Regions from separate parts of the Gossypium hirsutum genome. Here regions 2 and 3 are each linked to region 1. A link is a contact called in public Hi-C data. All regions are on one chromosome and are shown on one strand. Each heading gives the region's core, a stretch centred on a gene start, on an enhancer-like site or on the middle of the called end of the contact. The rest is flanking DNA. Distances are from core to core; before and after follow the strand shown.

Region 1 (4,011 bases), core at 1,320-3,819:
TTATCAAATAATCCAACTGCTATTCTGAAGTCCTACTCCACAACACAATTTATATTCTCATAGGTCAGATGCCTATCTATTTTATAAGCTTAAGCAAAATCAACAGTGAATAAGCTGCTAGGACAATGAACCCTGAAGTAATGTGTCAAATTGTAAAAGAGTGGTCCTACGCTTAGTTCTTAATAACTTGGGGGGGGAGGGGGGGAGGAACTAATTAAGTAGATCCAAGAAAGTGCCAATCTGAGTAAAAACCTAATTTATTGTACAGTACAAAGAAGTGAAGAATTAATAATAGTGCAAGGTCAAATTATGTTTATGTACCTTTGGGGCTCCACCGAACACAAAGTGCAGCACGATTGAGCCTAAGAATAACAAGAGTTGGTACCCACTCTGGTCCTTCTCGGTTCCAAACATATCTTCAAATGGGATCACAAATTTCAGGAGACAAAGAACACAATAACAGTGCCATAGAGAAATGAAAACAAGAAAATCGAAAGAAGTCGAACACGAAGCTCATGTTAGGCACTGTTTGCTTGTGTTTATCAGGCACAGAGAAAAAGAAAGGAGGAGATCCAAATTACGGAACTTTCATTTGTACATATATATATAAATAAAAAGAATTACTCACGAATTCCGATCATGAGATACAGAAACAATTCTGTTTGACTTTCCACTCCAGTCTATCCCAGAAACAATTTGATCATGCTGTGAAAATTTGACATAAAAAAATCATATTGATAAAAAATCAAACATAAAACAAACAAAACTTAACAAAGAAATGCATCAACATCCTTCAATGTAGTCACTTCAACACCTGGATAAATTTTCATTTTATAAGAAGAAAAATAAGTAACTAAACATGCTAGGATAGAATTTCCTTCCAAAAGAAGAAGAAGACTAAACAGCCTTGTTGTCTTCAACACGAAAAGAGTGGATTATTTAGACTGTGGAGGTCCTCATGTTTTAGTATTGTGCTCAACATCCATAGTTTAAAGTGCTTCCATTATAACTTGGTCTTTCTCACCTTTTAACTTGTTCCAAGGCATATCCAACAATTCTAGCATGGGCACATTTAAAGAATCAAAAGTATTATTAAATATCAGTACAATTTATTTCCAATCATTTGCAGTCTGGACAAGACCTTGCAATGAGTTTCGGAATCTTGGAATCTCATCATGGGCTTTTTTTTTCTTGAACTAATCTCATCATAGGCTGCTACTCTTTGTTCTCGCCTTTTAAATTTTAGCTTTCTCACAACTACTGTAATCCCTATCACACAATTCAGAACCTAATCTAATAAATCTCCCGGTTGCTTTAGAATTCCCAACTTTGGTTTATATGCACAGAGCTTTCCGGTTCAGTTAAAGACAAAAGTGGTAAAAAGGCAGACTGATATCATACCATAGGTTGAAACCCAAAAATTCATCAGACCTCCATGCTGTGGCAGTGCTTCTATTTACTTACAAAGAAAGGCTAAGATTTCAGACAAGAAGCCAACGTGTCATCTCATATTTTCCTTTTCAAGAAACATTTTTATTCTTAGTTAAAGAGAGGCTTCAACCTAGGTTCTAGACTTCTAGTCATATCCAATTTGCAAATTGATGTGTTCCAAAAGTACCACATAACATGACTCCAAAATGAAACTTCAAATAACTATTGGAGATGAGTTAACACATACAGCATAGATAATTGGACTAAAACATAACTTGGTGGTTTATAGGGGAAATTTTTTGATAAAGTACCTTCTGAAGAACATGAACTTTCTCCCACTTGTCATTCACCAATTTATAAATGTGAACCTCATTATTATTTGGGCAAAATGCTACCACTGCAGGCAAGAGAAAGTGAATTAAATATGTAGAAAACACAGAAAACAATATCTCATGCAATTTAAAATAAAAAGAACCAAATCATTAGTTCTAAAATTCTCAAAACAAAAAAAAAATTAGCTCTAAAAACACGCATCATTTTAATTAAACATGTATCATTAGTTCTAAATCCAGCATATCACCAAAAAATGGATCAATTTAGAATGAGAAAGTAACGTAAAGAAAGAGTAAATTGACCATTAATTTCATTTTCTTCTTCAATTTTACATTTCTTAGACAAATATCACATCACAATATCATTTAACTCAAATATATACATTCTTTTATTTCCTACATTTTCACAGCAACCAACCGAAACATAAAGATGAAGAGAGGAAATGGAATTTCGACAGAAACAAATTAAAAGAATGAATGAAGTTACTGGAGTGATCGGGACTCCAAGCATGGCAAGTGATGCACTGAGCGAACTGGTGAACGGCGACGGCCGCCATTTTTAAGCTGATGAATTTGATATATTGAGCTCCAAATGAGATGGAGAGAGATCTCTGGAGAAGAGAAAGAACTGTGAAGCGATCTCAGCTTCGGTTTAAAGTCTCTGTTAACAAACGGAAAGCTTGAAAGACTAGACTAGATACCAAATACCAATAGAGGTGCGATTGGACAAGTTCTCACCCGTCGACTTTGGGGATTTTTAGATTTCTTTTTTTCTTTTCAGCAGGTTGAATTATGGGTTAAACATTCATTTAGCCCTCATAATCTCCACTTCTCTTTTTTTTTTCTCCATTACCTCATTTCATTTTTGGATAAACTACACAATTGGTCACCTAACTTTCATAAATTTTCATTTTAGGCACAAAAATTAAAAAGTTTGCAATATGGGCATTGCCATTACATATTTTTATCATTGTAGTCACTTTCATTACATACTTTTATCATTTTAGCCACTTGCCATTAATTTACCATTGCATACACTCATTTTAATCACTCAACTTTAGTAAATTTTCATTTTAATCACTTATTTTCTTTTTAAAATTATTTTTTTCAAAGGAAATATAGGCTTTACAAGAAATTAAGTTATTACGCTATGAGATGAAACCCAAGCTTTTCACTAGTAACTTAATTCCATGTAAAAACTCATATTTTTCCTATAAAAATTTAAGTAATTCCTTGTAAGCCCCCTAAGTTTTTCCTTTACTGAAAAAAATTAAAATTAATTAAAAAAATGGAAATTAAAAGATAAAATGTAATTTCCTATAAATAACAAAATAATTTCCTATAAAACCTTGGTTTTCCCTTTTACTAGAAAAAAAATTCTAAAAAGGGAAAAATAAAATGGAAATGAAAAGATAAATTGGTTTTCTTGTAAAAACTAAGTTTATCCTATAAAAACAAAGGTAATCCCCCTATAAACCCCATATTTTTCCTTCCCTCTCACTAAGAAATAAATTGAAATTAATTCTAAAAAGGAAAAAAAACAAAGAAAATTAAAAATATAAAAAATTATTTTTCTAACCCAAATTTTCCACTATAAAAACCAGGTTTTTCCCCTTTCTAAAAAAACTAAAATTGATTCTTAAAAATGAAATAATAAAGAAAATTATAAAGATAAAATGAGTGACCAAGATGAAAACGTACTAAAGTTGGGTGATTAAAATGATAAAAGTACGTAACGGCGGTGACTAAAATGATAATTGTATGTAACGATAGTGCCCATATTACAAACTTTTTATTTTCGATACCTAAATTGAAAATTTACGAAAGTTGGGTGATTGATAAGGGATAATTATGTATATACAATTATTGTCCTCTCATGCTTGTTTTAGCTTACTTTTGAGTGAAATTGAATCGTTTTAGGGTCAAATCATGTTTTAGGTCATTAATGGATATGTTTGTGTTTTGTGTCACTTTTAGCATTTTGATGTTATTTTAGAGTTTTGGTAATATGCGATGCATAAAGTGTGTTTTTGATAATGTGTTGATGAGTGGAAGACTAAGGACATAAAGGTTTGAAGGCTTGACAAACAGAAAGTCACGCCCCAGCATTGAGTTGCTTGACGTCGCGATGTGGGGAACTGGGATGGCATAAGGTGACCAAGGTTGAGGTAGTGACATTAAAAGATTGGAGGTCGCGACCACGCTAACCATTTGGATTTGAAGAACCAAATGTCCCATGCAGCGCCAC
Region 2 (4,070 bases), core at 342-2,841, 130 kb before region 1:
GCATAGAGCAAATATATAGTTTATAAGTTATATTAGAAGTCTCCCAATTATAATCTTTATCTAGCCACATCAAAAAAGAAAGAAAAACAAAACCACTTTACAACCTAAGTTTACTGGCATCTTAATTGAAAGCTTCAACTTAATGGAAAAAGGGAAAATGAATGCAACAAAAATATAATATTCAAGTTTCGTATTTACTCCATTTCTGATTCTCTTGGATACAAGACATATTTATATGGATATAAGACTTAAGTCTCTGGGGCAAACTAATAATATTAAAGAAAAAATCTGCAAGAAGCATTGGTTCACGTTTCTTGCTTAAAAATCTATCTACAATACACTTTCTTCATGTTTTTGTCAAATAAATTAGCTTAACTTTTCAAATGTTCCACCCATTTTGACGACTTCATGTTTCTATCTAAATTATTTTTGAAATTACATTTGTATTATTTATTGAAAAAGCTTTCAAAGGGAAGGCTATGGAAGCCTTAACGGATCGGGGTCAAGAAGATTTAATTAATATGGGCTTAGTATTGGTATTGGTATTGGATCAGAATAAAGGGTTAGAAACACAAATAGTTGAGGGCAATGAAATGGGCTTAAATGAGAAAGAAATGCAGATTTCAGTCAATGAAGGGAGCCCAAATTCAAATCAAAATTCAACATTTTTATCAGAAATAGAGGGACCAAGGGATCGGGTTGTAGGATTTGAAATTGAAGAGGAACTTTTCCAAATAAGACAAAACAAAATAAATAAGAAAGTGTTGAATAAGAGAATCAGATCTATGCAAGAGATTTAGGATAGAGTGCTCACAACAAAAGAAAAGCTGAAGAGGGATAGGGGAACGAGAAAATTGAAGGGAAAAGGGGATTCCAGGAACGAAGAAAGCATAACAAACTTGTCATTATCGGACTCAGACATGAATAATAGAAGAAAAGTCGTTCTTAAAGAAGCGAAGAAGACGTGGGAGGTGGGGAAAAATTGGGGTTTAGTGTGCAAGGCGATGAGGAGATAGTAATTGAAGAGATAATGAGGATTGAAGGGCAACAATAAGGAGCTATCAAAGACAGAGGGAAGAGGAACTCGGGATATTGGTGTGTGGTTGGTTTACTGGATTTTACTTTATTTAATTAGTTCGATTGGAAACATGAGAATTGTCTCCTGCAATATCAAAGGGTTGGGGTCTAGCTAAAATAGCAGCTGTTAATAGATTAGTAAGAAAGACTATGGCAAATGTCTGCTTCCTTCAAGAAACTAAGTTAGAAATGGTGTCAGTGGATTTAGTTAGAAAATTTTGGGGCAATGACTGCTTTGAATTTAAATTTGCAGCTGCAATAGAAAGGTAAGGAGGATTGATAACAATATGGGATAAGGGTATGTTTACGACCAATATGGAGTTTAGTGGGAACAGGTTTATTGTAATTGAAGGAAAGTGGGTGTGTGAAGTGATGGAGGCAGTATTGATTAATGTATATGCTCCTAACAATCTGTCAGATCAAAAAATTCTTTAGGAAGTTCTATATAGGTTGAGAAGTCAATTTAGTAGTGCATGGATAGTAGGTGGGGATTTTAACATGGTGAGAAATAGAAGTGAATGAATCATCTGTTCGGGCATAGAGAAGGGGTCAAAGGAGTTTGGTGACGTTATTGATAGATGTAAACTGGTAGATTTGTCGTTATTGGGGAAAAAGTTCACATGGATTGGTCCGGACAATAAACGTAGTAGACTTGATAGATTTTTACTAGAGGAAGAATGGTTAGTTCAATTGAAAGACTTACAACAAGAAGGACTAAACAGAACGATATCGGATCATATACTAGTTTTGTTGGCAAATGAAACAATCGAATGGGGACCAAGACCGTTCAAGTTCGTTAATGGATGGTTTAAAAAGCAAGATTGTAGGAGACTAATTGAGAAGGAATGGTCGGGAATGAGTAGTTTAAAAGGGCAAATGGCAGGAAAATTGCGAAAACTCAAGGGAGCTCTCAAGAAATGGAATGTGGATGCTGGCAATGTTTTGGAAAAAAGAATTATAAATAACGAAGATAGGATAAAGGAGATTGACGAAGCTAGCGAACATAGAATGTTGACCGAGTAGGAAACGAAGGAATTAAAAAATTTGAACGTCGAACTTTGGGATGCTAATTGTGCTTCTTCTTTTTTTTCCATAGAGCAGTTAAAATCAAGGCTAAAAGAAAGATGGTGTATAGCTTGAAAATTGGGGGTCATTGGTACAAGGAACCTAAGGAGATAAAATAGGGACTGTACATTTTTTTCAAAAATTATTTTAATTGCCCAGCAAGAAAGTGGAAAATGAATTTGGATTTGAAGTTTAGAATACTTAATGAAGAGATGGCTTTGAGATTAGAGGAACCATTTTTGATGGATGGGATTAAAGAGGCTGTTTGGAGTTGCGATGAATCGAAAGCACCTAGACTGGATGGTTTTAATCTGTGTTTTTTTAGAAAAAGTTGGGAGATTGTAAAGGAGGATCTATTTAGATTGATGTCTGATTTTCTCATATCAGGAAAGCTTGAGAAGAGTATCGATTCATCATTTATCACACTCATTCCGGTGTCTTAAGAGATAATGAGAGAGTCACAAGAGCTTTATTTTTAGGTTCTGTAGCAGCAAATGATACTGATCTGATAGAGATTAGCGCGGCGATGTTAGCATTGGAAGTATTTTTAGCTACGAAATGGAAGCTAAATGATTATATATTTATAGAACTTGGTTCAATAGTGGTGTTTAATTGGTGTGCAAATAAGTCAATAAGACCATGATCCCTTCAAGCAACTTTTACAGAAATTGAAAGAGACATTGAGAAGGTAGGAGATGTTGTTTTTCCAATGGCAGAAAAGAATGGAAACGAAATGACATCTTCCTTGGTGATTGCAAGTATAATTCGTTAGGAAATGTTTAAAGCTTGGTGGTGAGCTATTGCTTTGATGTAAACATAGGTATATTAGTGATTAAATGTGGTTTCTTTTGGAATGCTATAATGTTAAACTTTTGAAGGTTGTTCTATTTGTTTTTTACAACAGAACAGATCGAATGAAGCAAAAAAAAAAAAAGCTTTCAATTTATGGATGTTTCAATTATACGTTGGGATAGAACAATTAATATAACAAGGTAAATTAAGAAGCAAAGTAATGAGAGAAATAACATAATATTTGTTAAGCAGTTTGGATCAACAATTCTACTTTATGGAATCTCGATTAGAGAATGATTATGTTCAACAATTAAACTAGTGGAATGACGGAAATGTGCAAGTGTACACAATCATTATCAAGTAATAAAATAACAAGTAAATGTCGCGTTATTGTACCCACATGAACCATGCAAAGAAATATCTATGAAATGCAATTAAAAACACTTTGGTGAAGAAAAATCTTTTATTTTAAAAAAGGGTTTAATAAAACTGGATTTTAACTAAGTAAATTAAACTAAGAAGATTAAAAGATTAAAGTTCCAAAGCACAATTTCTGAAAAATAAGTTTCATCCATATGACATAATTGTGTTATATTAATTATATTTTTTAACTTAATATTACGAAAACAATATTCATGTTGTTATGAATAAATTCATGGCAAGTTGGTAATTTGCTAACTATAAACACATACTGACTTACTAAATTAACTAATCTCTTGAACATATTACTATGCCAATTCAAACAATTAATCAATTTAAATAAGAAAGTAAAAGATTAAGTGAGGTAACAATTTATTCCTCCACTGAAACCGTTTAATCACAAAAACCTTGTAAGTTATGAAAGGCTAATGCACCGTTTAATACCGTCGCTAATTTAACCTTCAGCTACCTTAAAAGATTAAACATACACCAATTAAGTATTGTGTCAATTAATTACAATTTCAACATGATTAATAATTAATTCATTAGTTACCATACAATTATAATGCAAGTATAACATAATCATGGTTTTACTTGATTAAACAATTTACCAAGACCTATAACAACACAAACATGATTTTAATAATTTAAGTGGATGAAATGCAATCAACCTAACACAAATTAAATATAAGTCATGTTAATTAAATTTAGAATAA
Region 3 (4,425 bases), core at 1,484-3,983, 220 kb after region 1:
GGGTTGATGTTCTGGGTATCTGCTGACATGACTCTTCAATGATTGCATTAGCATTTCCAGAAAATGATGACAACCTGCCAACTTCATTCCCCATACAAGCAACTTCAGACACTGTCTCAGCCCCAGCTACAGGTAAATTTTCAACATTTGCCTTGACAAGCATGCTCCTGTTATTATGCTCCCTAGAAAGAAAGTAAGAGGATTCTCTTTCCATAAAACTCCGAGGGCAAGAGTGAAATATGTTATCTACCATGTGAAGCTGGCAGGACGAAGGCACATGGGCAGCATTTTCATTAACATCAGAAGTTACTTCTGAATCTTCAATTAACTGCTCACCCTCATCCTTCACAGCAGCCACCTTTAAACCTACCTGAGGCTTTTTGAATGTCCCAACATTTTTCTCTATTGCCGTGTCAGAGGCAGCCACTGCTTTCACAGGCTCCAATGAAGATGGGAGAAGCAAATCCTGCATCACATCCTGCATTACATCTGAGTAGAACCTTTTGACACTAGCACCTACAGTCTGCACCTGATCCTCCACATATTTAACTGTGTCCTGTTCCCAAATATAATGAGTCAATGGAATTCTGTAATAAACTTACATGAGAGTACACATGACTTAAGGGGGTGGGGAATCAAAGGCTACAAGTGAGTATCAAGCACATCAACATGGCGTAACAAGGAAGGCCCTATGCAGATACAAGTTAACTGAAATAAGAAGCCCAAACATAGTAATACATAATTTTGCAAGAAAGCTGTGCCAAAAACAGTTACTTATATGGAACACAGAAAAAACAAGGGAAAAAGATCAAATGCTGAGAAGGTGTGACAACATTCTACCAGGGTTCTCATGAATTGAATGCATAGAACCTCCTTTGGACATGAAAAAGGTTGGGGAAGATACAAGAGAAAGATTATCTAATGGAGCATACCTGGTACATAATTTCTTCTGCCTCTAGGCACATGGCTTCAAATTTCTGATATACATGACCAACCCAAGTTATACCTTTTAAATCCATAATGACCATCAATCAACCTTAGCAGAACAGCAGTTGGATTTCTTCCACTGTCTTCTGTTTGCAATTACCTCTAAACGCTTATCTGAACATAAGTAGATTTAAATTACTAATCTCTTACCAGAACAGAACCAACATTTTAGGAAGCTCAGTTTAGACACACACGCATATCATAGCCCAACAGGGATATGCTAAATAACTTAAATTAGTATAATTAGATTTAGTAATTGCATTCACATTGTGCCAACTCTGACAAAAAGGAAAGAGTTAATCGGAGATGGCCCTTAATCTAATTGCTCACCTAGGTGACCTATTTGAATGAACAAGGCCTTCTACTATTACATTTTAAAATAAAATCATTTAACGCCCAGACATACAAAAAGTCACTGTCTGAATCTTATATAACTTACATTAGTCTCTTCGGAGGCCACCATGTGATCTCCTCTCATGCTCAAACAACATCAAAGTTGAGCCAAAATTTATAATTTAAAAGGTAAGCAAAACAGAAAAAATAATGGAATCTTCATTGATACTCAATTTGTCCTAATTTCCGGTCTTCATTCTGCCAAGCCTCTACTAGATGCATAAACTTGTTAAGTTTTAACCAAAAGACACAAAACATGGATCACAGGAAAAGGTAGAAGACTTTTATTGGTGGAACCAAGGTATCTTTCATGTCTGTTTTATGGTCCATAGAAACTAATCCCACTGTTTTCTAAACCAGACCAGTTGGATTGGGAACTGGCTGGGATAATGGTCCAAAAAGGGGGTTGAACTAGTTGACCCACAAACCGGTTTTTTTCCTATTTTTTAAATTTTTATTCAATTGAACCTGATAAACTGGTCAGACCAAGAACCGGTGGTTTGACCGGTTCGATCACTGGCCCATTTCTGAAATCCTTGACTAATTCATGGTTGACCCTTCCAACAATGTCATCTCGGAAGTTTGAACTCAAGTCTTCCCCCATGTAGTGCAATGTGAGTTGGTAAAGTGGGAGACACTTGATGAACACCCAGGATTCCAATACCAGGAAACATGTATACTATGAAACATCAATTCTACAGATGCAATCAATGGTAAAAATGACACATATAGTAAAAAAAATTATACATATCAAACCCTAGAAAGATCAACAGAGTTTAGAATCAATAATTTGAAGCGAACAAATTACTGTTTTAAGCACACAAAGCCCATTAAAGCATTAACAGCTTCAGCTAAAATTACATAATTCGACGCCAGACCATACACTAAACTAAAACGAAAGATCATTTTAATCCAAAATGAAAATAAGTTTAAGTTAGCAGGCAAGCCAAAGGACATGAAAACCAGAAGCAAGACAAAAATAATAAAATACCCAGGAAAAGAAGCAAGCCCAAAAATACAAAACAGAAACCCTTGATGGAAATTAATTAGATAGTGAACATACGTATAGAAGGCGAGAGAGAGTTTTATCTGAAATCCCCCTTCCAGTTTCCTCTTAAAACAATGGATTGAAGGTAGAGAAGATGGAAGAAAGCAGAAGCTAAATGATTGCTGGGTGGGAAAGTTAAATGGATTTCGTTGTGTGGTCGGGAATCATAAACACCCAAGCCAATATATTTTGTTTGTTTTATTGTTTAAAGCTTTGGGTTGAAGGAAAATGGAAGAAGGGCAGGGGAAGTGGAGAGAGTTTTGATCACATGTTATTTAGTTATTGGTAGAAGCGTGTCCGTTCCGTTCTCTCAGAACCATAAAACTAAGGTTTACTAATCACGATTGTGGGCCCATCCCCAAAAATATGTCTTCTTTTTCTTTTATTCTTCACGGTGAGACTTGAGAGGATGTAGACCTCTCCATTTTCGTTCCACCTGTTATAACAATTTTTTGTTTTTTGTATTTTGTTCTTTTATTTAAAAATTAGATAAATTAGAAAATGATTTTTTTCCTTAAAAAATTCATTTATATGCATGATTTGACTTTTTCAATTTTTTTATTCTCCTTCAACACTAAAAATAGAAAGGTTTAATAACAATTAGTCTAAAAAATATTTTTGTAAAAAGTCAATTAAAATTGGAAATAAATTTTATTTGCTTTTCAAAAAATAATTCTTTTTGTAAAAATTTTTTTCGAAAAATTATTCTAACCGGAATAAAATAATTTGAAATATATATATTTTAATATAAATAAATAAAATTTATTTTCAGTTGGAATCAAATCTTTTACAAAAAAATTATTTTTTGGTAGAAAAAACTTTTTGGACTAATTGGTAGTAGGCCTATCTATTTTTTGTGTTGAAGGAGAATAAAAGAAAATAGTAAATAAGAAGGGGTTATGAAGCAATTTAACCCTAAAAGCTTTTTTTAGCAATCAATTAAAATGGAAAATTTACATATTAGGTCCTTGAATATTTTAGGTCATCACATTTCAATCTTGTGCCGCCAATTTGTCAAGCGGCACCAGAACACTGTAGCAAACATACCATTTTGGTAAATAATCTCATGGATATACTATTTAAGCTATTAATTATTATTTTATATTATTGAAGTAAAAAAGTCAGATTTATAAGATTTTTTATAAAATTATTAAAATTTTAATAGTTTTAAATAATTTACTATAAAAAATTATAATTATTTTAAAAAAACTACATCCATGATGAATTTAGATAACTTTTGTCCATGTTCATTTGAACATGGACAACCATTTGCCTAGGTTCATCTTAGATATTTTTAAATAATTATTAAAATATATTTATTTTTGAGATTTTTTTAATTTTTAAATATTTGTTGATGTGGTAAAATATGGCACACCAAATATCGTTATCCGATTGTTTCACCAGTCTCATCATCGCTTAAAAGTAGAAATGGATGGAATTTTTAATAGAATGACCAAGTTGCTATTTGATCTAAATTACAAAGACTAATTTACTCATTTTTGAATAGAGGGGGCGAAATACAATCCGGCTCCTTGAATAAGGGCCTCCATGGTACTTTTGCCTCATTCTACTCATCCTTTAGTTTCACTCATTTGCACTAAAAATTTTTTAAAAAAATTCAAATAATCACTCACTTACATTAAAAAAATTAAAAAAAAATTAAATAATCACTCAACAGCACGTGTGGATGGAATTTTTAACTGAATGGTCAATTTGAACTTTTTTTCATTTATAAGGTCTAATTTACCAATTTATTGCATAAAAGAAGTAAAATGCAATCCGCCTTTTAATATAGAAACCTCCATTTATTATTCATTATATTACAAAATTTATATTGAAGTGAGTCTTTAGATAAAATCATATAAATGTTGAATTAGATTTTGTATTAGCATTAAATTGCATTTATTATTTTAAATTAATAACTTCTTTTTTACTTTTGTCGTCACGTTCAACAAATGTGATATATCAATCTTACTCGCATAAAGGAAAAGACCTTT

The links. A called contact is a pair of places that touch in the nucleus more often than the background predicts.
Region 2: a contact with region 1 is called in a Hi-C map of leaf, with 2.5 times the contacts expected there. The contact joins the enhancer-like site here to the promoter of LOC107914491 in region 1. A contact is called at or near these places in 16 of 34 Hi-C or Micro-C datasets (anther, callus, hypocotyl and 3 more).
Region 3: a Hi-C map of leaf shows a contact between it and region 1, with 1.5 times the contacts expected there. The contact joins the promoter of LOC107915372 here to the promoter of LOC107914491 in region 1. A contact is called at or near these places in 2 of 34 Hi-C or Micro-C datasets (both in leaf).

What each region holds. Positions count from the first base shown.
Region 1 is chrD10:18,105,987-18,109,997 of Gossypium_hirsutum_v2.1, forward strand. It overlaps LOC107914491 (actin-related protein 2/3 complex subunit 1A), which reads right to left and starts at 2,570. Exons shown (of 15, transcript XM_016843418.2): 1 at 2,251-2,570; 2 at 1,743-1,828; 3 at 629-705; 4 at 322-416. The coding sequence starts at 2,320.
Region 2 is chrD10:17,975,295-17,979,364 of Gossypium_hirsutum_v2.1, forward strand. No RefSeq gene overlaps it. Among protein-coding and RNA genes, the nearest start is that of LOC121222164, 5.8 kb to the left of the region's middle. Within about 2 kb of position 1,592, at least 5 of the 9 cell types and tissues checked have an H3K27ac peak or open chromatin away from gene starts, as enhancers often do. A contact at or near this core is called in hypocotyl and leaf, where this site is marked.
Region 3 is chrD10:18,321,230-18,325,654 of Gossypium_hirsutum_v2.1, forward strand. LOC107915372 reads right to left here and starts at 2,734. Exons shown (of 5, transcript XM_041102151.1): 1 at 2,444-2,734; 2 at 933-1,101; 3 at 1-556. The coding sequence starts at 1,028.